Regions from separate parts of the Cyprinus carpio genome. Here region 2 is linked to region 1. The links are chromatin contacts, called in public Hi-C maps. All regions are on one chromosome and are shown on one strand. Each heading gives the region's core, a stretch centred on a gene start, on an enhancer-like site or on the middle of the called end of the contact. The rest is flanking DNA. Distances are from core to core; before and after follow the strand shown.

The links. A called contact is a pair of places that touch in the nucleus more often than the background predicts.
Region 2: a Hi-C map of skeletal muscle shows a contact between it and region 1, with 2.2 times the contacts expected there. The contact joins two enhancer-like sites. A contact is called at or near these places in 5 of 8 Hi-C or Micro-C datasets (liver, red blood cells and skeletal muscle).

The regions. Positions count from the first base shown.
Region 1 is chrB3:17,029,948-17,034,363 of ASM1834038v1, forward strand. All of the region lies in intron 1 of LOC109061217 (trinucleotide repeat-containing gene 6C protein-like), which reads left to right. Among protein-coding and RNA genes, the nearest start is that of LOC109061217, 8.0 kb to the left of the region's middle. Within about 2 kb of position 2,069, at least 1 of the 8 cell types and tissues checked has an H3K27ac peak or open chromatin away from gene starts, as enhancers often do.
Region 2 is chrB3:17,065,083-17,069,498 of ASM1834038v1, forward strand. The region is part of intron 3 of LOC109061217 (trinucleotide repeat-containing gene 6C protein-like); the gene reads left to right. Among protein-coding and RNA genes, the nearest start is that of LOC109084190, 35 kb to the right of the region's middle. Within about 2 kb of position 1,974, at least 1 of the 8 cell types and tissues checked has an H3K27ac peak or open chromatin away from gene starts, as enhancers often do.

The DNA of each region.
Region 1 (4,416 bases), core at 819-3,318:
CCTCTCAGAAGAGTCTTTCAAAGGCGAGTTTGCCTCTCTGAGACTCACTGTAGCAGTTCTGTGAATTCATTAACCTTTTAGAAAGGCATGTTTTATACGTAGATTGCCACTTTTCACCTGCTTGGTTGCATGCAAAATGGCAGCCCTCAGTTACTGTAAAGGCGTATAGTCCTTTCTCCCCATCAAGCCTTTCAGTATGTCTTAAAGAGATATGAAAATTCAAGTCATTTGCTCACTCTCATGTCATTCTAAGCCCAAAAAGACGTTGGTTAATGTTTATAACAAATTCTGATATTTTAATAAAACCTGAGAGGTTTTAGTCCCTCCACTGAAAGTCCAGGTAATCATAACATTCATCTGTGTTCAGTATTTGTGGCTTATTCTGACCAAGAAACACCCACTTAGACAGGAAGAGACCCTCTGACCGACATGTAAAGTGAGCCACAGTTTGTGGTGTTTAGGGGCGGGTAATTCTGAAATGGATGGATACCACAATAATAGCTCAGCTCAGATAAATCTTATTCAGAATAAGCCATGATAACAGTCTCCCTGAACTGTTGAAATGTGTTTAGACTTGGCAATGAGCTCAGCTCCTGCTCAATTAAAGTGCATTAAGCACAAAATTATTTGTTCCAATTTAGCAGACTTTAGCTACAGTTGCAGGGGATTTTTATTTAGTACATAAATATAAAAAAAAAAATGCTTGCACAGAAGCTTGATTGCACTGTAAGTCGCTTTGGATAAAAGCGTCTGCTAAATGCATAAATGTAAATGTACATGTATTTGTAGTATAGCGTGAAATAAATATATTTTAATATATTTATTTTTCACTAGAAAATGTATTTTTGATGAATGAAAGTTTTGTGTGCATTATGCATCAGATGGTCAGTGAATGTATTGTGGGTGGTCAGTGGGCACGTCTGAGGCTGAGACTATTATTGAGAGATAGTTCACACATTTTGTTTAGGTATTTTGTAGAAAGTCGGGGTCCAAACAACATTGGACCCCATTGACTTTCATTGAATATTAAAAAAATAAATAAAAATAAACAGTCTTCCAAAAATCTTGTGATGCACTGAAGAAAGAAAGTCATACAGGTTTGGAAGGACATGAGGGTGAGTATTTTTGGGTGAGCTGTAATGTTTCAGCATCAAGCTCAAGCTCTCTGGAGACTGAAAGAATGAAGGATGAAAAGCCCTGGCCGATTACAGGGCTTGTTCTAATCTCACTAAATTTGACTTGACAATTTTTTCCCCCTTAAAATGCACTTGACACCCCCCACCCCCCCCCCCCACCTGATGCATCACTAATAACCTCAGAACTGATCACTCTCAATTTAGCCTCCATTAAATGAGTTGCCTCTTATGCTAAGTCCATTAGCGTGCTGAACTGTTGGAAGTTTTGCATTTTATTGAGACAAATGTGCAATCACTGAAAGACCTACGTGATTTGAGTGTAATGACAGGGGTCTTTATGGCAGGCATTTGAGTGATCTATTAGGGCAATAAATTGTCAGCAGAGCTTGTGAATGTGCTTTCACTAGTGACTTTGCAGGAAGATGAAAGTCACCGGACTGCTATGAACGGCGAGTCAGTCCAGTGAAAAGCTATTTTTAGCGTCTGTTTGTCCACCAGGAGCTGAACATATGAAAAATCACCTTTCGCTGTTTTTCATTGGCATGCAGGCTGGTAGGAAGTTTTCTTCTCCTGAATTAAAAAGGTGCCGGCACATGGTCTGGAATTCATAAAACAGGATTTCACGCCACATTTTCACCGCTGTTTATTTGCCTGCGGAAATAAAATCAGACTCTAAATGTTCTTTCACCCCGTCTTTTGTCTGTTATTTGTTGAGTGTGGCTGGGTGACTAAAGGAGATTTTCGTGCTATCCAGAGGTTTACTGGCATGTCAGGTCTGGTCTTCTCAAATGGCTCAGAAGTTATGAGTTTCTAATGCGTGATTGTGTCAGATGGAGGGGCTGAAGATTTCCTCCTCTATAGGCTGCTGTTGCCAGCCAGTGGGTTTCCGAGGGCTCTCGGCTCTCTTGTTTGTCTTGCAGCGTTGACATTTTTTGGCTCTGTGCCCGGAGAGCGTCTAGCATCCCCCCACCGTCCCCTACCATCGCATCTCCACCGTCTCTTCAACTCGCTCATCCCCCTCTCTTCTTCCTCCACCTACCGCTATTTCCTACAGTACGTCACACTGACTGTGACTTGGACCGCAACACTTATAAATACATATTGGGCCAACAATGAAGACAGTTAATTTGTGGGATGTGTACTTAACGCATTTATTATTCCCCTGGTCATCAACGGTTATTCACACACGGGTAAAGCAAAGGTCAGTATAGACTGAGACATGATAATTATGTGCTGATAAAGAGATTAATTATATATATATATATATATATATATATATATATATATATATATATATATATATAAATCTACATTAAAATGGCCAGTAATAAATTTTATACCATTGTGTTTGAATAAACCTTTAAAAAACTGTCACCTAATTTGATCACTATAAATGGTGCAAGTGAATTTATGCATCACAAAATCAGTATGAAAATCATATTTCTTTTTCCGTTTTTATAGTGTTGCGCATTATAACCAATCACACACGATTCCGTTGAGTTTATGAATGCAATGGCCAATCAGAGGCGTTCAGGTGAGTCATCGCTAAGACAGCAGAGTTCTGTCGTTCAGTTCGCGCTCGCTGACTGAATTCTGACTCGCGAATTCTCTCATCATAAACAACAAATTGCAGGTGTAAATGAGATGTAAGTATAAGAGATTTATTGATCATGCAGTATAACTAGCTTCACTGATTATAACGGGGGTGTTTTTAAAGCGCACAAACTCATGCTAGACTGAAGTCAGTTGTGATGTTCTTTGATAATGTAAATGTTCTTTGCTCGTTTTTTTTGTAGCTGCTTTCGAATAACTGAGGAAATGTAAGCATTATAATTAGTAACTTACAATGTTTCTATAAAATTGTTATTATGTTAAATACAAATTCTGTCATATTAAAAACATTAGGCTTCTTTTAGCCTTAAGCTGGATTTGGTTCACTTTCTGGCAATGAAACTAAGTAAATAAATAATTAAATTTGCATGTTTAATTTGTTTCAGTGATCTTACAGGCTGACGATAGGACGAAATGAAAGTTGAGCATATCGCCCAACAATAGTACAGTATGAAAAATGTATATTCATTTTAAGATTTAACAGTGTTTTATGGAGTAGTTATTATTTTAATTATTTTATTTTTAAGTAACATTGAATATCCAGTATCCAATAAAGATTTTTAATAATGTTAAACACTATCATTCATAATGTTAACACTACTGTTCAGATTTTTGGGCTCATTTAGATTGCTACTTTTATTTAGCAAAGTATTTGCATTAGATATCATAAGTGAAGGTAAAAACATTTACTGTTACAAAAAAAACCCTTTTATATAAATGTTATTTTTTTAAAACTTTGTTCATCAAGGTATCCTAATCAATGCAAATCACCGCACTCTCACAGCAAATTATATTTCTTCAAACATTACAAAGGTTTGTCTGCACTCATTAAGTCTTTTATTAATATCAAAGCAGGAGATAAAATTGACAAACATTTTATCTGCTTTCGTTAGTGTTGGTTATCTGCTTTCGTTAGTGTCATCAAGGAATCCTGAAAAAAGTATTAGCACACAAATATTAAGCAGCACAACAGTTTTAAACTTTGATGATAATAATAATAGGAAATGTTTCTTGAGCACTAAATCAGTACATTAGAATGATTTCTTAAGTTTCGTGACACTGAAGACTTAAAACAATAATATTAATAATATTACTATTTTTACTGAATTCTGATCAAATAAATGCAGCATTTGTGAGTGTATGAGAAAACGCTTTAATGTCCCTGAATGTTTGAGCGGTAGTTTATCAGCCTGAGCAACAGTATTGCAACAACATATTGGGATTATCTGGGAAGAAGAGGTGGTCTCTGTGCGTAGGTTTCCATCGGTCTTGCCTTGGTGCATCTGGTTCATGTCACATTTGTTTATCTCTGATTCATCCACTCAGAGTTTACTGAAAACAGGTGGCATATAATGAACAAAGTTCAAAGTCAAGTGTTTTTATTCCTAAAAGTAGTGTTCCTCTGAATCCCAAGCACATAATTTTTTCCTGTGAATTTCTTGTTAAGACTCTGGCTATTGTTAACAAAGATTCAGACCAGCTCTTATACAAATTTATTTTACAAGCCTAGTGATTGGATTCTGCTTTTTTTTTTTTTTTTTTGTCTTAAAGCAGGTTGGTTTGTATTATCAAATGAATAGGAATAGAAAGTTTTCTATTTTGAGCTGTTTGGTGTTTTTCTGCAATATTAGAGAACAGCTTGTCTTTTGTTAAAATATTTTAGCTTTTT
Region 2 (4,416 bases), core at 724-3,223, 35 kb after region 1:
AAACTTGAGTTTAATGACTGAATGAATAGAACTTTCTGTTTTCTCCAAACTCATGCTTAACAGTCGTAGATGATTTTAGTTCCTTAGCTTTCAATGTAGCCTATGTTTTATAAACACTATATAATTTTCTGGAAAACAAGGACGGTTTAAAATAGATCATAGCAAAACATTTACAACCGAGTCTGTCAAAGTGACAGAAAATGATTTGGTAGTACAAACTCTGCCTGTGCTCTCCTCCACAGATGGCCACTAACATGCCTTTGAGAGTAAGTGACGTTCAATTATATTGACCTCAAAACCCTGTTCTCTGTGAGGTCTGATTCACATCTCCACATCACAATGCCTTTTGTCTTGTCTCGTAACTCACTCACAGTCTGAAAACAGGGCCAGAAAGTGTTTTTAATCAAAATAAACCCACTCAGTGTTTTCTGGCCTCCGTTTGAAGTCACGGTTCATCTTGGAAAGCCTGTCATTATGCTGTAGCAGCATGTGCGGAGTGCGTGTCTGTAGTAGGAGGCGCAGTCAGCGTGCTGTAATTACATTTAAGGTGTCTCCTCTGTACTTAGACTGGGCTTAGGTCTTGTAATTTCAGCCTACCATGACATGTTACACCATTCTCGAACCTTTAATGCTTTCATCTCTCCTGTGTAGTCGCAGAACTGAACGTTTAATGCAGGATTTAATTTCCCATCAGTCAGTAAATGAAGATGTCTTTGTGAAAGTGAGAAAGATCTGTGGCACACCGTGAGATGGAAAATACTCCCTCGGGCTGATGTATAATGCTTTTTTTCTTTTTCTATTTGTAATGAAGTGCTTCTTAATTCACTGGGAATGCAGTGTGTGTTTGAGCTGTTTCGCAAACAGACAAGTTTAATATCTAATGCGGCCTCCATAAAAAGCTGATGTTTGCTTTTTTCCTGTCGGTCTTTTCTTCCTGCTCTAGAACAGTGCCTGGGTTTTTGTTGAGACAGCATCCCATTTTTTTTGGTATGATTTATCTAAGTGCCTGTTTGTTTGATAAAACAATGTTAGTGGATGAGCTTTTGCATGTCGGATCAAGTTGCATTGGCTCACTGCTGCGGTTGTATACTGTAGAAGAATGGTGATTAAAAGAATTTTCCAGGATCAATAAGTTAATGTATATCGACAGCATTAATGGAATAATGTCCATTACCACAGACAATCATTTCTTTTCTCTCTTTTTTTTTTTGGTAGCAGTAAGGCACTTACAGTGAAAGTACATGGGGTCATGCACTTGCACAATAAGGGGTGTCAAAGCAGAAATGTGGAACACATGAATTATGCAGTCATAAAAATAAATGTATTTTTTAGTTGAAAATTGTCTAATCATTGCTCTTGTAGGGCTGGTGAATTAGTTATTCATCACTGCAATTCATGTAAAAAGTTGTCGAGTATACTTATCATGTGAAAGATGTTTTGCTGTTTACTGTGTAGATGTGTGCTTGCATTGTAAGTTAACCGCTATGGCTGTTTTTGCAAAAACCTAAAAATGTAAAAACATTAACATTAAAAAATAATATAAACATAAAAAGTATTATTATTTTTAAACACAAAAAGTATTATTATTTATTTGTAGTATATTATTATTATTGTTGCTATTATTATTCATTTATTTGTAGTATATACATTTTCTTATTATTATTAAATTAGATTTTGTGGTAATCAGCATTATGCCACAAATATTGTTTGCTAGAGCTTACCTTGAACCCTTGAAACCCTCTGGCGAGTAGTTTTAATGCGTTTACACGTGAGAGTGTATATCAGAGCAACAAAGCTTTAAAATAAGCCTTAGTAAACTGGTTAGCAATTAAAGCGTTTCAGTTCACGTGGATCTCATAACCGCATAATTGGTTGAGGATTTGCGTTGTGTATCTGTGTCCAGTGCTCAGAGAGCTGGATTTAGATGCATAGGCACACATACACACTCTTTTTTTTTTTTTTTTTTTTTTTCTCGTCTCCCATTCGAGAGCTGATTGCATCTCCCTCCCCTTCCACTCTCAAACCTCCCCTAGCCAGTGCTCTGTTGTGATTGGACGGCGCTGACAGTTTCCACAGAAGCTTCTAGAATAGCTTTCATCAAAAGGCCCTGACTGCATTCATTTTTCACGGCTCCGGGGCAAAAGTGTGAAAGACAGAATATGCAGGTACTTCCAGCATAATCAAGAGAAATTAGCCAAGTCCATACGCTTCCTGTAACACGTTCATAATTGGCTATTACAATGTGCTGACTGATGCGAGGAAAGCGGAGGAGGACGGGGAAACTGTAGTGATTGGTCGGCCCAGCTCGTGGCAGGCAGGCTGAGCTGGACTTAATCAGGGATTGGTGTCACTGATTCCAGCTTAGCACTGCGACTGCGCCACTGGATATTGTCTGTGCAGCAAACATGGCATGAAAGAGAGCAAGGGGCCGCGACTGGGGGAGGGATGTGCGGGCGAGGGAGAGAGAAAGGGAGAAATTGAAAGGACATGTTAACGCTAGTTGGGCATTCATGTTTTCATGTAGCATTAAGGCTGCATCACATTGGGCATCTCCTATATATAATCTATAGTGTATATGAGCCTCTTTTTCAGCCAATAGGAATGAAGTAGTACATTCCGGAAGGTGCAGAGTGATTAAAAAGATGTCTGGGTCAACAATCACACTTACTAGCAAGCTAAATATAACTTTAAACATATGACGTTAGGTGTTGGCAGCCAAAAGCTTAAACTGGTTGTATTTGTTGCATTCCCATAGTTACTGCTTTTTTCTTTTTAAAGTAACTTGAATTCTTGTTAGCAGATCCTCAACCCAAGCACATGCACTACACTTCACCAAAGTGGTAATCTCCCCTTTTCTCATCTTGCTAAAACTGCATAAAATAACACTATTTCAAAATTTACTCTCCCTATCCAGTCCCATGCAAAGCATGATTGTGGAACTCCTGTTCCCGGTTCTTACAATGCTACATTAACACAACTAAAATTCATATATTGTTATCCCAAATTCATGTTGGGACAACAATAGGGAAAAAGTAAATTGGTTGAACATGATAAAAAATAAAAGAGAAAAACTTGGCGACACTGTAGCGTGTTAACTTCATGCTTCCTGTGAAGACTGCTTAGATGTGTTCGACTTTAAGCAGAGCATATTAGACTGATTGGTGTGTGTCATCAGAGAACTGTGACTGTGAGAACTATAAGAGAGCGGACGTCTCCCTATGCTTTCTCTCACCGTACTTTGATGTCATACACCAATTGATCTTCAAGTCCAGTCAAACACATCTCTTTACTCTCGTGAGTCACATGACCGAGCGTAATCGCAGCCTTTGCGATTGAAAAATCTACTTTTTTCATATCGCGATATTATCGCAAATGCAATTAATCGTTCAGCCCTAATGTCGTCAGTTTTTTTTAATATAACTGAATTTGTATTTAACATGATCAGAATTGAATAAAAACATTGTAAGTTACTGATATTAATGCTTACATTTCCTTAGTTATTTCAAGAGCAGCTACAGAAAATGAGCATAGAACTTTTACATTATCAAAGAACTTAAGACTAGCGCGAGTTTATGCACTTTAAAAACACTCCCGTTCTAATCAGTGAAGCTAGTTACACTGCATGGTCAATAAATCTCTTTGCATAACACTGTAAAAACACGCAAAAAGAAATATAATGGAGCAAATAAGCCCTAATATTAATTCGATAATAATACTAGCATAAGAATAACTGTAATAATAATCATCGTCTTGATATCGTTAGAGGCGTCAGACACAGGCGATATCTCTGACTATCATTTATCGGCACAACCCTAGTTTGTATATACCATCATTTGATTTATGTCATTCACAAAGCTTTATTAGATGAGTAGTTCATTCCCTCATAAAGTCATTAAGTACACAGTCTTGTACCTGTGTCTGTTTTTCTTATTTTTATATACTTACACTTTCACATACTTCAAAGCAAAGATTGTAATGTTGTAATTAATCTTGAAGTGGGTTGGTTTGATTCATGGCTTAGACATTTTTAAAAGCAGGGTGAGCGGTCACCAATGTGTTTTATTACAAACCAGCAATTTTTATTAACCAGTTGCAGAGCTGTTTTTTGAAGTTTCGTGGTCTGTTCGATGAGGGCCTCCTGTGAATAATTTCAGTGCATCAGTGTAGACCTATCTTTGTATGAATTTTTTTATGTATATTTCACCCTCTGTCACTCTGCCTGAAAATTCTGAAGCTACTAAAATCAATAAAAGCCTAGAAACCCAAGTGTTTTTTTTTCTCCTCCAAGCTCCTTCTGCTCTAACACCAGACAGTGTTTTTCCCCCAGCAGAATAAGCATCTCCCCCGTCTGCGTTACGTAAGTCCGGCACTCATTCATGCAGATGTTTGCGCTTCCTCTGCTTCATCTTTGCCTCT